Linked DNA regions of Mus musculus: region 1 is linked to region 2. A link is a contact called in public HiCAR-type data. All regions are on one chromosome and are shown on one strand. Each heading gives the region's core, a stretch centred on a gene start, on an enhancer-like site or on the middle of the called end of the contact. The rest is flanking DNA. Distances are from core to core; before and after follow the strand shown. Region 1 holds the start of 4930467K11Rik (RIKEN cDNA 4930467K11 gene). Region 2 has its middle 67 kb from the start of Gm36595.

Region 1 (2,700 bases), core at 10-2,509, 990 kb after region 2:
TAAGACATGCAAAGCCCTTGTCACATAAGACCTCATCAAATATTAGTCTTTTTTTTTAAAATCACAGTTACCCCATCATATATCCCCATCATATATCCAAACAGTGCTGTATGACTGTGTTCAGTATATGCTTACTGAAAAAGTTGTCTGTCTGTCTATCTATCTATCTATCTATCTATCTATCTATCTATCTATCTATATTTCTTGCCATTAGCCCAGGATACCTGGAGCTCACTATTTAACCCAGGTTGACCTCCACTGCTCCACAGTTCTACCTCAGCCTCCAGAGTGCTTGACTTACAGATTCCAGACACTATGATCAGCTATTAAGTAACAAACAAAACAAAACAACAACAAAAAAAGTTTTTTAAAAAATCTTTTTTTCAGAGATCCACGTTATTATAGCTACTCTTCACGGGTAGAAAGTCTTATTGTCAATGAAGAAATGGGAAATTTCGCTCAAGAAGCTGTTCCGAATCACATTTTGCCTGAGGAAACCCCTGTGAGGTACATGCAGAACAATCATTTTGACTCAGATACTCTAAAACTAGACTCGTTGCTTTTGAACTGGGCTTATGACAGGCACCTGATGCTTGCTGAGTTGAGAAAAGCATATAAGATGCTCTTAACAGATGCTGGCTCCTAATAGTACACACACACACACACACACACACACACACACACACACACAATAGCAAGTACTTCACAAATAGGGAACTATTATTCATGCTTCAGGTTTTGATAAAACTGTCCTTAAATGAGCTATTTTTCTCCCCATGAAAAATGTATAGAAAAGCTCATTGTCTTTAAGATAGTTTCAACCAGGGGCCTAGCACATCTGCTCACAAGCAGCTCACTGCCCCATGTGATGTATTCCTTCCTTTAGATTGGAGCAAATTACTCTTCGCCGGTCAAACTTATGAGTCAACTGCCCTTGGGCTTCTCTGCACTCTGCCAGCCACAGCCGGTGCACCCAAACCCTTTCCATGCGAATCCACTAAACAAGGTTTCCCTGGACCCAATATCATTCCCTAAGAGAGTACCCTGCCTAAAAGGTAACAGAGAAGGCTGAACCACTCTTGGGCCCACCCCTCCTCGCGGCAGCAGCCAATCGCTTTGCTCTGTAGTGCATCCGAAGCCTTGGATTGGACTCGCTGAGACCGGGCGCGGGAGTAGAGCGCAGGGGTGGAGCGCGAAGCCTTGTCCATCACGTGCGGCCGCGGGGTCTCTCCGCCTTCACCGCGCGCCCCGCGGCGCCGAGGGGGCGGAGCCCGAGATCCGCCGCGCCTGCGTGGTGTGCGTTCCCCGGAGCAGCAGCTGCTGCCACCGCCGCTGCTGCCGCCGCCGCCGCCGCCGCCGCCGCTGCGACCTCCGCGTTCGGTAGTAGAATTTGGAATCCCTGCACCGGGCTAACAATGAAGCAGAGTTCCAACGTGCCGGCTTTCCTCAGCAAGCTGTGGACGCTTGTGGAGGAAACCCACACCAACGAGTTCATCACCTGGAGTCAGGTAGGGTCGGGGACGCGGTGGCCTCGGGTCCCCCTTGTCGAACCGGCTCGGCTCGGCTCGGCTCGTTTCGGCTCGGCTCGGCTGGGCTGGGTTGGGCTGGGCTGGGCTGGGCTCGGCTTCTCCCGCGGCCTGCGGCGGCGCGCGGCCTCCCCACCTCGCGCGGACCCCCGGCTTTGTGTGCGCGGCGAGCCGGGCCCCGCAGGCTCCGTTCTCCTCCGGCCGCGCGCCGTGGGGGAGGGGCGCCCTGGTAACGGTCCCGCCGGCCCGGGGAGCTCGGAACCGGCCCCGGCGGCGCGTTCTGCACACTCATCCTCAGTCGTCTGCTCGCCGCGGGGCGCGGAGGTCGCGGAGCCCCGGGAGAGCGGGCGAGCGGGCTAGTGAGCGAGCACAGGTCTTATCTAAAGAAATCACCTCCGCGGGGATTGCTTGCCCTGGCGTCTGGGATCTTTTATGATGATAATGGGAAAATGTGCAGACTCCGACTGCTCTTGCCTTGAGCTTTTAAATTTTATTTATGTATTTTATTTATGTAGTTTTAACATAGAAATTTCCCAGTTATTGTTTTGAGACTGGGTCGTTTCTTTAAAATAATTCAAGTAAAAGTGCCTGTAGACTATGCTTAGTAACTTAGCGGCTTGGAGTTAAAAACCGAGTCGTTAAATTTCACAGAATAGTTGCCGGCATAGTGGTTTGTGGTTGCCTTGATCAGTTTGATCCAGATCCTCCTTATAAATAAAGATGACCTTAATCAAGCCCGGTATCTTGCCTGGTCTAAGTTATGTGTTAGATTGATGCGTTGCCTAGGTGACCCAAGACCCCCTCCCCCCAGTTCCACACAAAGATTCTTTGCAGAGTGATTCTTTACATCACTTGTGCCTTTCCTTTGCTAGACTCGCAATGCTTGGATTGTTCAAATCTCTTCATGAAGGGGATCGGCTCCTCTTACTGGAGTTGATGACTTATTCAGGGTATTTTCATGTTCACAGTTTTTGAGATGAGTAAGTGGGAAATACCTAGCTATATGTCAAATAAATGTTATCTCCTCCGTTTCATTTGTGCCCTTTTCTGTTGTTAAAACTAGTTTTCACCCTTGCCTGCTTTTAGGAGGTAACAGCAATAGAATATACCTGATATTTGGACAACTATGTCACTGAATTTTTGCTGAGTATTAGTGCCAAGTTTTAAAAATTTC
Region 2 (2,700 bases), core at 34-2,533:
GGTCAAGAGTCCTTCAAAAAACAGGAAAAGACTCCTAAAACACCAAAAGGACCTAGTTGTGTAGAAGACATTAAGGCAAAAATGCAAGCAAGTATAGAAAAAGCGCATTGAACATTCCTGGGCACTACTGGTAAATTAAGCCCAAAGATGGGGAAAGAGGAAAAGGAGAAACAAATATAGTACCATCAACAATCCAGACATCTCAATCCCCTTTCCTGATTGGCCATCCATCCCCCCTTGCAGGCTGGAAGCAATCTTGTTTTTCCTAAAGCACTTTTCTTTTACTCTTGTGATGCAGAACTTTACTTCTCTACCACTTGTGCATATGCCTCATTTCTTTGACCATGTTTTAACCTATGTATCCTTAGCTGCTCTCAATAAATTTTTAAATGAATCAAAAAAAAAAAAAAAAAAGAAACCTTTCCTGGTGATGGGTACCACAGACACACACACAGACACAGACACAGACACACACACAGACACAGACACAGACGCACACGAGCGGGCACACACACACACACACACACACACACACACACACACACACAGAGCTGAGCCTGGGAGCTGACATGGACAGTATACCCTTCTATACTTCCTCAAAAGCAAATTTTAATTTCCACGTCCCATTTAAATTGGAACAATAGATGATAGTTGTTATAAATGTATTGTTATAAACAAAATTGCCAAGTAAGTAGATTTTAAGTAGCCTCATCACCACAAAAAGTGATATGAGTATAAAATAATGCATAGGTTATATGTATTATGCACACTGTATGTGCATTAAGTACACATTATATGCATTATGCATATATTATATGCATAATGTTAACTTGATTTAGCCACCTACTACTGCATATATATGTAGATATAACATATATCCAACATACACATATGACATGTACATATATAACACATATATTACATACATATATGATAAGATGACATATACAAAGAACACATACATTTTTGTTAACCAAAAAATGAAGACCAACTTGGCAAAAATATAAATGGAAAATAAGTTGAACATTTGTCCATCTTTTTCATAATGTTCCTAAAACCATATATCTTTCTACTATCATTCTATAAATGGTTTTCCCCTCATGTGTAGCTTAAAAGAATTATGCAACCTTTAAAAACAATCCTGGAAAAATATGACTAGGTTTGTTACATTGGTGATTTTTAAAATTAATTAATCAATTAAAAAAATGAACAGTCATAGCTGTGAATAACACATCCGCAAAGTATATTCACTCACTGTAGCTGGAAATCTGACCGTTCTGAAGGCTGGAATTACTTGGGAGTGGCCAGTCTAGTGTGTCATGGAGTAGATAACCTCACTGTTTCCCTTAAAATCTGCTCCACCCAAAATGCCAAACTGCTTCTAATATGTTCAAATGAAGCCTGCTTTTGTAATAATTGCTAAAATCAGTGAATGAGGGCACATTGCAAAATTCACAGGAACTGTCTGGTTCTCAATGAAATGAGTCGTTTGTGGCAAACAGCTAGGCAGACATCACCCCATGCTTCCATTAGCAAGAGCTGTCAGGAATTCTGGGGATTGTTGTAGATTCTCATGGGGACCTAACTGCTTTAGAGCCAGAAATATTTCCCTTTGTTTCTTCATACTTAGAATTTGCAGGTGACTGTGGTATTGGATCCAAATGTCTCCCTGGAGCATAGAAATGTTTTCATATGAAATACTAACACCAAAAATAGAGAAGGTTTTTTTTTTTTTTTTTTTTTTGGTGCTTTTAACTGCTGAAAATTATAACATTTGAGAGGGAAAAGTGAATTAAATTGCTATGTTAGTTAAACTTTCCCTGTGCCCTAGAAATGTGTTATATTTACCCTGCAAGAAGTCTGTGTTTACGTTTCTTTAAATGAATTTAGAACACAGTGTTACTTTTCTCATCCTTTATATCACTGTGCATCAAGTATTTCTTCCTATGTTATTCAAGAGAAGTATTTCCTATAATAACTAGGATGCTTATTCTGCCCCAGCAGTGGCAGCCTCTCTCTCTTTTTTGGCTGCTGTCTGACAGGGTCTTTCCTCGGGTGTCCTCAGCTTGTGTTCCTTGTGACTCAATTTCCCAAGTGCTGGAAGTGTAGGTGTGAGCCAGCAAGCTCTGCTACTGACCACTGTTCAAAATGTTTCCTTTAAACATCTTTATTTTTTTTTTCTTTTAAAGCCCCTTCCCTCCCTCCTTCTCTTTCTTCTGCAGCATTGGGAATCAGATGTACTGTGATCCTCTGCATATTAAGCAAGCACTCTGTCTCTAACTGCATGACCAGCTCTCCTTTTGAATCCCACTAAGTTGTTCAGAATGCCAATGAACTTACTCTGTAGTGAAAGAAACCTTTGGACTTGGTGATCCTCCTGTCTCAGCACCCCATGTAGCTGGTATTTAATTTCCTATATCTCAATCATGACAAGATTATGATGGGAAATTTGTTTATCATCACCACTTTGGACATATTTACTCTTTTTTTTTAAATTTCTTAATTAGGATACATTCCTCTGTCTCTACTGAATAAACACTTGCAACATTGTCAACAAAGATTTCCAGTAAGTCTTAGCAATACTGTCTACACATAAACTCCACCTTTAATGGGTACACATGCCTGTGGAAATGGTAAGAGAGGCCTAAGAGACAATCACACTGAGAATTGGACATTCTCATACATAATGAAATCATGAGC

The links. HiCAR-type assays count read pairs that join an accessible place to other places.
Region 1: a HiCAR-type map of fibro-adipogenic progenitors shows a contact between it and region 2, with 5 times the contacts expected there. The contact joins the promoter of 4930467K11Rik here to the enhancer-like site in region 2. A contact is called at or near these places in 1 of 39 promoter capture datasets (hippocampal neurons), 1 of 115 datasets of contacts at active chromatin or transcription factors (fibro-adipogenic progenitors) and 1 of 9 other capture datasets (adipose tissue).

The regions. Positions count from the first base shown.
Region 1 is chr10:57,485,094-57,487,793 of GRCm38.p6, forward strand. 4930467K11Rik (RIKEN cDNA 4930467K11 gene) reads right to left here and starts at 1,260. Exons shown (of 4, transcript NR_045353.1): 1 at 1,090-1,260. It overlaps Hsf2 (heat shock factor 2), which reads left to right and starts at 1,292. Exons shown (of 12, transcript NM_008297.3): 1 at 1,292-1,508. The coding sequence starts at 1,416.
Region 2 is chr10:56,497,993-56,500,692 of GRCm38.p6, forward strand. It overlaps the pseudogene Gm9118. Among named protein-coding and RNA genes, the nearest start is that of Gm36595, 67 kb to the left of the region's middle. Within about 2 kb of position 1,284, at least 8 of the 459 cell types and tissues checked have an H3K27ac peak or open chromatin away from gene starts, as enhancers often do. A contact at or near this core is called in adipose tissue and fibro-adipogenic progenitors, where this site is marked.